2 separate regions of the Anser cygnoides genome follow, and region 1 is linked to region 2. Evidence: chromatin contacts called from public Hi-C data. All regions are on one chromosome and are shown on one strand. The core of a region is the stretch at or near the end of the contact, and the rest is flanking DNA. Distances in the headings are between cores, read along the strand shown. Region 1 holds the start of TLE3 (TLE family member 3, transcriptional corepressor). Region 2 has its middle 76 kb from the start of TLE3.

Region 1 (6,045 bases), core at 1,909-4,408, 75 kb after region 2:
AATGTGAAGAAAATTACAACCTTTTCGGGGAAACCATTAAATAAAAATCAGAATTTGTCCGTAAATACCGCTGGGGGAGGGAAGCAGCTCGTCTAGTGCCTTCTATTTTCAGCAGCGGAACCGAATTTCCAGCGTCGAGCGCGGTCCCTTTCCTGTCCCCTTTGCCCACCGCCCCGTCGGGGCCCAGGAAGCCGGTGGCACGGGGCGTCCCAGCACCCGGTGACGCACGGTGTGGGGTGGCCGTGGGTCACCGCACCGGGATGGGGACCCTGCGGGTGCCCAGCACCCATGGGAGATCGGCCCTGGATGCTCCACCAGCTGCTCCTCTCCCCAGCCTGCAGGGGACGGGGCCGTCCCCAGCGTCTGGGGGCTTTTCTTGGGGGCTTTTCTCCTCTTTGGGGGCCGGAGGCATGACAGCGAGAGCCACGCTGTGCCCCCAGGACAGGGCCGGCCCCGTGGGAGCCCCGTAACGCCGCCGTGGTTTATCGCGATCTGTCCGGCACAGGGCAAGGAGCGACGGACGACCGAGCGCCCAGCAGGCAGCGTGGGCTCGCAGGGCTCAGCACCGCGCAGCATCGGGCCCCCCGGTCCGCTCGGGCCTGCTGGGGGGCTCGGTTTGCCTTCCCCAGCCACGCCAAAGTAACCCCCACGTGTGAACCCACGGCAGGCGCCGGGGCCAAAGGGGCAGCGCCGGGGCCCAGCCCTGCGCCCTCGGCCAGCCCGCGGGGAGCCCGGGCAGCCTGGGGATGGGGTGGCCACGGGGGCTGCCGGGGGGCTGAGGGGGGGCCGAGGGGGGGCTGCTGGGGCTTTCTCCTCCCCGGGGCCTTCCCCGCGGGGCGGACGTGGCCGTGGGACAGCCGGGGCTTCGCAGCCCCCGGGAGCAGAGGGAGCGTGCGGCCCAGCTGAGCACCGGCCGCGTTCCCCAGCGAACGGCCGTGGCCTTGGGCGGACCTGGGGGCGCAGGCTGCCGGGGAGGGCCTTGCGGGGTGGGCACTGGGCTCACCGCCCGGGGCCCCCGAGGCCGCCAGCACCCCGAGGAGCAGCGCAGGACCGAGGGCGGGCGGCTCCAAGCAGCGCGGGCAGGGGGTGCCCCAGGTTCGCCGCGGGTGCTGGGTGCTGGGGGAAGGCAGGGCTGAGTCCTGGCGCACCGAGCCCTGCCCGCATAGGCTGCCAGCTGCCTTCTGCTCCCGGCGGTGAAAAAATAGCAACGTTTAAAAATGAAATAAAATAAAATAAAACAAAACAAAATAAAACAAAATAAATGAAAAATAAAATAAAATAAAATAAATGAAAAATGAAATAAAATAAATAAAAAATAAAAAATAAAATAAAATAAATAAAAAATAAAAATGTTAAATTAGAATAACATAAAATTTAAAAAATAAGAATTAAAAAATAAAATAAAAAAATAAAATTAGAATAAAATAAAATTAAATAAAATTTAAAAATAAATAAAATTAAATAAATAAATAAAATTAAAAAAATAAATTAATTTAAAAAAATAAAAGGGGGGGGACTATAAAGGTAGCAGGAAGGAGGAAGGCGAGGAGCCGCTGGCATCTGCACAGGGGAGGCCTCTGGGGGGGTGCGGAGGGGGGGGGGGGCAGCGGCGCGGCGGCTCCGGCTCCCCTTTGAAAGTCCGGCCCGGGTTTTGCGGCGCGCCCCCTGGCCCCACGTGGGGCACGGCGGCCCCGGGCGCGGCGGCCAATGGGAAGGGGGCGCGCGGGCAGCGCCCGGCCCCGCCACGGGGCGCGCAGCAACCGGCGGGGGGGGGGGCAAGGGGCGGCCCCCGGCCCCCTGGGACCCCCCCGGGGACCCCCCCTGGGACCCCCCCCGACCCCCCCGGGGCCGCACCGCCAGGGGGTCCCCGGCCCTCCGCAGCCCCCCGGTACCGGCCCGGGAGGGGGGGGGCAGAGGAGCCGCTGGGTGCTGGCGGGGGGCAGGCCGGCGGTGGGCTTCGGCTGGGGGATTTTTCTTATTTTTTATTTTTTTTTTTTACTCGCCCCCCCCCCCCCGCCTTTTCTTATTTAAATCGCTCCGTTTCATTACGAGGGAGGGAAAAAAAAAAAAATAAAATAAAATATTCCTTTGATACACAAAATCAAATTGATATTTAGCCTCTGCTTACTTTTTTATGCATGGCTCCCTTCGCCGCGCGGTAGTGACAGATTGTTTGAGCTGGGAGGAAAAGCCATTCAGAGCTAATTAAGCAGCCATTCCGGGCACTATTTGCAAGCGGGAGGCTGAAAAGCAGAGGCATTTGTCAGCGCCGCGGCCCGCGTGGCTTTGATCGACAGCTCCGCCGCCCGAGTGGCAGCCGGGGCCGCGCCCGCCAATGGCGTCGCAGGAGCCGGCCGCGCGCCCTTCTGATTGGTCGGAGCGCGTTTTGACGGACGGCGGCCCCACGTGGGGCGGGGAGGCTCCGGGTGACGCGAGGCGCGGGAGCCATTTTGTGCCGCCGGGACGGGGCCGCGGGGCTCGGCCGGGGACGGGCAGCGGGACGGGGACGGGACCGGGGCTCCCCGGGCACTGCGGGGCTGGGGCCGGCGGTGGAGCCCGGGGCCGGGCGGTGGGGGCCGGGGTCCCCCATAGCGGGCTGTGCGCGGCCTGGGGGAGCCGGGGGGGGGGGGGGGGGGGGGGGGCGCGGCGCGGGGCCGATCCTCGCCGGGCCGGCGGCGGCGGGGCGGAGAGCCGTTCCGAGCCGTTCCCAGCCGTTCCCCGGCCGCAGCAGGGGCTCCTTCCCCGTCCCCCCTCCGCCTTTGTGCCGTTTTACCCCCGTTAAACCTTGGGCAGCGTCAAAAACAATTAAAAAAAATAAAAATTAAAAAGGGGGGGGGGGGGGGGGAACAACACAACACAGCAGCCCCAGGGCCGCCCGCTCGGTGCCGTCCCGGTGCGGTGCCGGGGCCCGGCCCGCTGCCGCCTCCGCCCCCCGCGGCGGGGCTGCCCCGCGCCCAGCCCGCACCCCGCCGCCATTGTGACGTCCCCCCTCGGCGGCGCCCAATCGGCGGCCGCGCTCGCCGACCCCACGTGGGCTCCCCGCGCCGCCATTGGCCGGCGCCGCCGAGGCCGCCCGGGTTCGGGTCCGTCCGTCCCGCCCCCTCTCCCCGGTTCCCCCCCCCCCCCCCCCCGCCCCTCGCGGAGCGCTCTGGCGGCGGCGCGGGCCGCGTGCTCCGGCGCTGCCCCAGTCCGCGCGCGGCGGCGGCACCGAGCACCGGGAGCCGGCACCGAGCACCCAGCACCGGGACCCCAGCGCCCAGCAAAGCGGCGGCGGCGGCCCCCAGCCCGGCCCCGGACCCCCCCCCCCGCCCAAGAAGCAGCAGCAGCAGCAGCATGGCCCGAGGAGTCCCGGCGCTGCCGCCGGCCCGGAGCTGAGCCGAGGCGGAGCGGCCGGCGGAGGCACCGCTCGCCCGTCGCATGCCCGCGGCACTCGGATGTGTACGGCCTTCTCCCCCCCTCCTCCTCTCCTCCATGGCCGTCGTGCTCCGGCGTTAGTTCCTGGCTTTGCTTCCCCCCTTTTCTCGCACAGGAATACCTCGGGGATTCTCCTTCCTCACCGCTTTGTTTTGAATTTTTTTTTTTTATTATTATTATCGTTTTGGGCGATTTTTCCTTTTTTTTTTTTATTTTTTTTTTCCTGGTTTCGGTGTCTTGAGGGGGGGGGGGGAAGCCCGGCGGCTCGGGCGGCGGCGGCGGCAGCAAGCGGCGGTGCCGGCCGGGCTCCGCGGGTGCGCAGCGCCTTCCCCGGCCGAGCCGCGCGGTGCGGAGGCTGCGCGGGGGGCGAGCCGGGCGGCCGGGCCCCGCTGCTTCCCCCCCCCCCCCCCCCCCTTTACCCCTCCCGCCCCCCCCCCCCCCTCCTCCGCCCCCCGCACGGACTTTCCTCTCGTCTCTTTGTTCCAGTTCTCGGCCTCTCCGGGAGCGCTCCGTGGCCGGCGGGCAGCAGCGCACGTCGCGATCGCCGCGGCTGGCTCCAGTGACCGCGCCCCAGCCCGGCCATGTACCCCCAGGGCCGGCACCCGGTGAGTCCCGGCTCCCCCCCCCTTCCCCTTCCCCTTCCCCTTCCCCCCCCCCAGCCGCTGAGCGCCCCCCCCCCGCCGCTCCCCGCAGGCTCCGCACCAGCCGGGCCAGCCGGGCTTCAAATTCACCGTGGCCGAATCCTGCGACCGGATCAAGGACGAGTTCCAGTTCCTGCAAGCCCAGTACCACAGGTGAGCTGGGAGCGGGGGGAGGAGGAGGAGGAGGAGGGGGGGGGGGGGTTGTTCCGTGGCGAGCCGCTCCCCGCGGCGGCTGACGGCCCCCCCCCGGCCGCTGTGCTCTGCTCCCCCCCCCCCCCGACAGCCTGAAAGTGGAGTACGACAAGCTGGCGAACGAGAAGACGGAGATGCAGCGCCATTACGTGATGGTGAGCGGCGGGCGGGCGGGGGGGGGGGGCCGGGGGAGGGGGGGGCGGCCCCGCCGAGGAGCCCCCGGCCGAGGGAGGGGGGAGAAATTAGAGGGGGGGGGGTCCGCCACCGCCCCCCCCCCCATCCCGCCCTGCGGCAGCCGAGGCTCGGGGCGGCAGCGCTGAGCCCCCCCCTCCCCGCCCCGGTCCCAACCGCGGGGGGTGGGGGGCGTGGGAACACCGGGGTCCCCCCCCTGCAGCACCCCCCTCGACCCCCGGTGCTGCCCCCGGGTCCAGCCCGGAGCGTGCCCCCCCCCCTCCACCCCGGCTGGGGGCTGCTAACCCCCCCCCGAGCCCTCCAGCCCCCGGCTCTGCGCCGCTTCGTGCCCGGGGGGGGACACACGGGGGGGCCTCGGGGTGTCGGGCAGAGCCTGCAACATCTGCTGGCTGTGAGGTGTCGTTTCCTCGGCTGCCAGCGCTCCGAGCGCGGCCCCGACCAGGATGCTTTCTGGTAATGACCTTATGCAAACGCCGGACGGTAAATTCATTCAAATTCACCTTGGCTCCTTCTTTTTCTTTTTTTTTTTTCTTTTTTTTCCTCCTCTCCCTCCCCCCCCCAGTACTATGAGATGTCGTACGGTTTGAATATTGAGATGCACAAACAGGTGAGTAACTGGAAGGGGGGGAGGTGGGACGGAGGCTCTCCCGGCGCCCTTCTCCCAGCGCGGGGGGGACCAGGGCAAAGCCGGGGACGTGGCTCCGGGGGAGGTCTCGGGGCCCGGCAGCTCCTGTTTTGAAGGGCGGGTTTCTGGCAGGCCGGCGGGGTTGTGTGCGTGTACTCGGGAGAAACTCGGGTTTTGCGAATCCGTTTTGTGCGGGGAGGTGGAAGCGGCCCCGGTGCCGGGCGGCGCGTACCTGGAGCCGTGCGTGCCGGGCGCCCGGGAAGTGCTGCCGTCGCCTGCGTTCGCCTCCGGTTTTATTGCCGGCACAAAGCGCCTCGCTCTGAGGCCGAGCCCCGACCCTCGCAGCGCCGTGGCGTGAGGCTTGCAGGGAATTATCTTCGGGACACCGATAGCTGGTGGCGTGTTGCTCAATGGCACGGATTTGTCTTTGCATCTGGAAAATGAAGCAACGTTTGGTGCCTTTTTTTTTTTTTTTTTCCTTGGTCTCCTCTAATATGTAACTTGCCTGAAGGAAAAATATGGAAGGCCAGAGCGGAATGCGGTGTGCTGCCTTGATAAGATTATAGTTAAAGAGCCTAAAGGCTGGGCACATGATGGTAAAACTTAAAGGAATAAAGTTATTATTGAGATTAGACCTGATTATTTGTGCTGCTGCTGCTTACTGGTTTTAGAAGCAGCTCTAATTAAGAACCGAAGGCAGATACAAGTTGACATCAACTTCGCAACTCACGGATCAGCCCGTTCAGCTCCAAAGTGGTTTTGCTTAATAGCAGCATCGCGGTCCTGCCTATGGAAGTGTCGTTAGCAGATGATTAAATTCAAAGCAGCGTGTCTGTGAGTCTGCCTCTCCTTCACACACGGTTCCCTTCGGCTTTTTGGTGTGTAGTCACAGAGTAGCACAAATAATTACTGCTTAGCCGTCAGGGCTTTTTGTTGTGCTTTTGTTTGGCTTGGGTTTTTTGGTTGTTGTTGGGTGTTGGT
Region 2 (5,924 bases), core at 2,854-5,353:
GTCCCCGCTGTAACGAAGCTGCCCAGCAGCCCGTCCTGCCCTCACCCTGCTGTAGGGGATCGCGGAATCAGAGAATCACAGAATATCCCGAGCTGGAAGGGTCCAGGCAGGAGGTGCTGAGCAGGTCGCGCTGGGATTTCTCCATCCTGGCTGGGGGGCCCCGGGGGAGCGGGGATGGGGTCTGGCAGCAGCTGGGGCTGCTCGCAGCATGGTCAGGGCAGGCAGTGCCCAGGCTTTTTTTTTGGGGGGGGGATGGAAGGAGCCGCCCCAGAGATGCAATGTGATGCGATGCGACACGATGTGGCACGATGTGATGCACCGCATGTGATGCTGGGCCAAGCTGCCCCACTGCCACCCCTGTGTCCCCCCTCCAGCCCTTCGCTTCCAGCCCTGTGTTCCCGGCCCGGGCAGGTGACGGCTGCTGCTGGTGTGACTGCAAGGAGCCACTGCCTGTGGAGTGCGAGCTCTGCTCCCCTGGGGGCTTCTTGACTTGGTTTGCAGCTGCAGATGGAATAAAAGAGAAGCCGGGGCTTTGGCCAGGCGTGGTGAGGCCAGCGCTTTGCCAACACACCAGTAACGCTCGCTGTGCTCCAGGAGCACATCGCCCATGGGCTCAGGGAGGGGCAGGCATGCAGCGGCGTGGCCGAGACCCCCTGGGCTGCGGCTTCCTTGCAGAGGGACCCCCAGGATGCCCGGGGTGCAGCGGGGGGGCCCCTGGCTGGCACCGACACGCCGGTCCGGGAGCAGCCCCGGCGGGCACCGCACGCGTCCGACACGTGGTGGATGGCCGGCTGCTCTCTCCTGATCTCTCAGATGCAATAATAATTGCATCTGAAGCTCTGAGCTGAGCCCCGGTTCTCGCTGCGAGCCTGGAAAAGTCACGTCCCCCCTCGGCTCGGCTCAGCTGCGTCCCGTCGGAGGCTCGGACCTCCCCGAGGGGAGGACGGGAGCCGGGAGCGGCCCCCAGCTGCGCCCTGCTCGCACCCGTGCCGCGGTGGGTGGCTCTGATGTTACCGTTAACGTCAGGCGTGAGAAAGAGAACATGTTGTGAGCTGGGCGAGATGTTTATTTTCCAATTTAACAGCAATAATAAACTCCTTTATTGCAGCCTCGTTTCCAGCGCCATCCCAGGAGTGTGCGTGACGGCCGTGATAGTGCCGGGCTTTTCGCAGCAGAATGCGGCTCCCGGCAAGGCTCTGACACTAATAAGGGTGGCACTAACGAGCTTGGGCGAGCCGTGCGCATTGCACGGGCCAGCTGGGGAAGGCAGGAGCCACGCAGGGGCTGTGGGGGCCGCACTGGAGCTGAGCACAACAAGGAGGAGACACTGAGGGGCCAGGGAAGGGCAGCACGAAGAGGTTGAGGTGGAGACAGGGGCTGGCACCCCCCTGGACCAGGGCTTCTCCTTGGAGAACAATTGCTTCAGGTGGGCATCCGAACACAGCTGTGCCTGGGGCTGTGGGAGCTGGAGTGGGTCTGGGGCTCCTGGTGGCTTTTTCTCCCATGGGAAGGGGGGTGGGCAGAAAATGGCTTTTGGCCCCAAGCTTTCCAAAATGGCATTCACACCCTGAGCTCTCCGGGCCTGGAAGCATGCGCCTTGGATCTGCTGCTGCGCTTCCCTGGCCTGGAGGGAAGGGCTGTCTTCTGCTCCGCACGGGTTTGGGGGCTGCGCCCCGGAGCTGCTCCCGGTGCAGCTGGCCGTGCACAGCCCCCTGCAGCGGCGCCGTGGCTCTCGCAGCGGTGCCAGGCCGGTGGCACCGAACAATTTGGCTCCATCCTGTGACGCTGAGTCGAGTTTATGGCTTTGTTTGAGAGCATCATCGGAATAAAAAGGCAAAATCTGGGCAGCGCGTGCGGGGAACCCCAAGTCCGCAGCCCCACGGCCCCGCAGAGCGCTGACGGCCGCAGGTGGAAACGTGCTGGCTGTCCTGGGGGCGTGCATGCGTGCGGGCACGCGTGTGCCGTGGTGGAACATACGCAATTATCTCTGCGTTAGGCACCTTGTTTCCTTCCCCTCTTAATTAACTGCTGTGGTGGTGGAGCTTTGCTTCTGTTCGCTTGGCGGTTGCAGCCTTGTGACAGTTTGTCTGGAAATGTCTCCCCCCCCCCCCCGTTATTTTCATCTCAAAAATTTAAGAGGCTTTAAAAACAAAAGTATTTAGAGCAAACACGATCTTTCCATATGCAAAATTGATGAAAGAAAAAGGCTTACAGCTCTAAAACCCAGCGCTGCTGCTTATATATAAAAGCAAGTCCGTGAGTTCCCACACAGCTCATAGGAGGGAGCTGGCACGAGCTGCTGCGGGGCTGGGGGCCCTGCGAGCACCCCTTGGCCGTGCTCTGGATGCCCTGGGGCTGTCCCATGCCTCCTGCGGCCTGAGGCCGCTGCAGGTTGCTGAGCACCGTCTGCACCCAGGACAGGGGTTGGTGCTGGTCCCGGCACGGGGCGTCCCGCAGAGCTGCTGCTTGCCGTTAGCTCAGTGATAGCATTTTAGGTTTTTCAGCTCCATCCCGGTTTGAGCAAATATTTTGATTGCAACTAAGCGAGAACACAACAAACGCTGTTTAGACAAAAGCAACACATTCGCTGTTAGTTTTAGACAATTTGTCCTAATATTGTTTTGAATCACGCATTTATTCCCCCATAAAGATTTGATTACTTTGCTTGTTCCATTAATCTTTATTTGTTTAATCATCTGCTAAATCTGTTTAATCATTGGTTTAAGTGGAAAGATTACAAGAAGATATTTAATGCTTGGTGGCAGAGCTGCCCCGGCATCTAATCCAGCGCTCTGCTGGATCGCTTTGCATTATTCCAGCTCCTCGCCGGTTTGGAGCAGCGAGCACAAACGGGCTCCAGCCCGGTGGGATTTCCTCGGCAGCCGGCAGATTCCCAGCCTCTGCTGGTGCCGGGTGGCAAAACCGAGCGGCAGCAAAGCCCTCGCCCCTGCCGCTCCACGTCCTGAGGATGCTGCTTGGGATGCAGCCACCCCAGGCCGAGCAGGATGCTCCGAGCCACCTTCAGCGATGGGAAGAGGGACCCTGGCTTCGGGCACTTTAGCAAGGACGCCTGATGCAGGAGCTTTGTGGTGTTTTTTTCTCCCGGTGGAGGCTTCTCCCCAGCCCCGCTCTGCCGACGCCGGCTGCCTGTGCCTCTCCTCCCTGCCCACGGCCGGGAAGGGATTAATATTTCATGCCACGGCCGTGTTTCTACTTGGCGAGGCTTGGTATAAAACATGCGATATTTCACCAGCCCTCGTGTTTGTCTGCTCCCGTAATCAGCGGCCTCAATCACGGGTGCGATATTTTATGAATTAATAAAAAAAGATCATGGACAGTCCGGCGGGACGCGGGGAGAAAAGTGCTCGGCAGAATGTTAATGAGCACTGCGGGGAATTGCAGCCCCGCTCGCCCCTGCCCCAGCCCCCTGCTTGGGGATTTTTCCTTTTTCCTCCCCTTTTTTCCCCAGCACCCCGCGGGCAGTGCCAGCCCCGCGCACCCCTCGCTGCCTCTGCCGCCGGCCGGGCGCTGCGACCCAACGCCGGGCAGGCGCGAGCGCCGCTGGTATGGCAGATCTTGTACTCATTATTGAATAATTCATTGTTGCGTTAATGCCTTCAGATACCATCTCTCTCTCTTTCTCTCTTTCTCTCCCTGTTTCGCTCTGCCCACTTGGGAAAACTTTATTATGCCTTCGCTGACGACAGAGTATACAGATAAAAGATAATTGCTTGGCTTGACTCCCCCATTGATATGAAAATAAGATTTAAATTATTCACTTCAGTTTAAAGGTTAGTTGAAGGTTATTACAGGGGATAAAAAAATCACTCTTCATAACGTTTCTGTTGGAGATGAGACGGGTTTGAAAGGGCTAATTTGCACGGCAGGCCGAGGCGGCTTGTTGTGAATAAACCGAGAGACCCTCCAGAGATTTTAATAGTGAAGAAGTCAATTATTTATAAGCAAATTACGGGGAGCTGCTCCGATACATACAACACAGCTAGTCATGAACAGGGACAAGATGGAACCCGTATAACTTAATATACCTCCCTTTGTGCACCGGCGAGGTCGGTGCCCAGCACTTTCCTGCCTCTAATCCCGGCTGGAATTTAACGAGCAGCTGAATGTCGGAGTGCGGGCCCGATCCCGGCTCCCTCGGAGTCCTGTTTATTTTATTCTTCCCCTTCGGTCTCTCCGCTTGCAGGCTCCGTCTCCAGCTCCCTTTTGTGTTGCCGCGTTGTAAATGGAATTAAAGGATTGTAAATTTTCCTGCCGAGCAATAGGTCTTGAAAGCGGGACGTCTCTTTGCAGAGCGATCGGCTTTACCCGAGCTTTCACTTAATGCTCTTTTATGTACGAAACTATTTTAGTGTCTGGTGCTGGGAGAGTGGCAAATCTCCTGTACGGAGTTAATAATTAATGCCACGGCGGCTTTGGGAAGCCGGGCTGTATTTCAGCAGCGGTCTCGCCCTGACCGCAGCGCTCTGTATTCATCATCCGCAGCCGCTGCTATGCAAATAAATAGCTACGGAAAAGCAGAATCATTGCCCACTGTGCACCGGGATCCCAAACCTCTGCATGTGTAACGCGCCCGCATAAATCACCGCTGCTATATGGCCGCATATATATAAAGTATACATGTAATAGGGAGATTATGTATTCAGGCTTCAAATGTAGGTGCATTAAAAAGACATCTCCATCTTCCAGCTGGATGCCTGCATTAATACGGGGAAATGCAAATGCGCTTCCCCACCCCGACGCGAGCATCGCTCTGCAGAGGGCCTGGCAGCCCACTCCTGCCCCATTTGGGGTAATATTTGTATTACCCCCAAATATTACTGCGCCAGGAGCGGGTTTGGGTTCAGAGGCTCTCGTGGCAAAACTCAACGTAATGCCTCGTGCTTGAGGCAGGGCCACGGGGCTGGGCTGCTGGTGGCGGGAGCTGCAGCACCCACGCAGAGATTTGCTGTGCGCTTTCCAGCTAGCCCCTGCCTCCCGTTTATTATTGTTTCAGCAAATTCGGATGGTGTAGGCTGAAAGCTCACCTTGGGCTGAACTTGTTTAAGTTTTTGGGGAACTCCAGCTGAAATAATATATCCATTTCCTTGAGTGTGTTTAGAGGGAAAAAAAAAAAAGAGCCTTCGCTTTGCCTTTGAAAAACAGCAAAATAGCAGCAGTGCTTGCGGTAGCTCCTCAGAGCCTCTCCAGGCCCCGCTCTTGGCAGGACAGCTCCTGCAGGGGATGCGCTGCTGGGACGTGCCTCGGGTCCTGGCGGCGTGGAAACCCCTCGGGCCCTCGGCCGTTCTAGCCAAGAAGAAATTAATTCCATCGAAACCTGCCACGATGTGGAAGCTGTGCTCCCCGCCTTCCCTACTCGGAGACCACCGAGGTATGGGGGAGATAACAACGGCTTCTGGAAGGGGATGAAATAAACCCCAGGGACAGCCCCGGTGTGAAGGCGCGGCTGGCCGAGCGCTGCAGGACTGATGTGCTTCACGCTCTTCATTTGGGATTTTTTTATCGCAGTTTTTTCGTGTAGTGGCTGTTGAGCATTTTTCCGTCTGCGTCAGTTGTGCCACCACCTGACTGTGACATTCTGCCTGGGCGTTTTTTTTGAAAGTGCCACCAGTTTTCAGCGAAATCGCCAAGTTTCGGTGATGGAAGAGCGTGAGCAACAAACCGCCCGCTCCCTGCGTCCGGACGATAATCGGCTTTTTTACCCAGATTTCTTGCACGCGCCCTTGGCTGCAGGTTCCGCAGATTTCTGCACGCTGCATGTAAGAACACAGGCCCAGAGTTTCCCTGTGGGATTTGAGATGGAAACGTCCCTGAAGCCGCTCTTCAGCTCCCCCCGCAAGCCGGGGGTGGGCGCCCGTGGGGGCGCCGGGGCCGGCTGGGGGCTGGGGGCTGCGCGCTCGCCGTGC

Evidence for each region. Hi-C and Micro-C count contacts between places; a contact is called where the count stands out from the background.
Region 1: a Hi-C map of liver shows a contact between it and region 2, with 5 times the contacts expected there. The contact joins the promoter of TLE3 here to the enhancer-like site in region 2. A contact is called at or near these places in 2 of 7 Hi-C or Micro-C datasets (both in liver).

Annotation. Positions count from the first base shown.
Region 1 is chr11:1,165,880-1,171,924 of Taihu_goose_T2T_genome, forward strand. TLE3 (TLE family member 3, transcriptional corepressor) reads left to right here and starts at 3,159. Exons shown (of 21, transcript XM_067003660.1): 1 at 3,159-3,438; 2 at 3,901-4,019; 3 at 4,108-4,208; 4 at 4,339-4,402; 5 at 5,002-5,046. The coding sequence starts at 3,996.
Region 2 is chr11:1,089,903-1,095,826 of Taihu_goose_T2T_genome, forward strand. No RefSeq gene overlaps it. Among named protein-coding and RNA genes, the nearest start is that of TLE3, 76 kb to the right of the region's middle. Within about 2 kb of position 4,104, at least 2 of the 3 cell types and tissues checked have open chromatin away from gene starts, as enhancers often do. A contact at or near this core is called in liver, where this site is marked.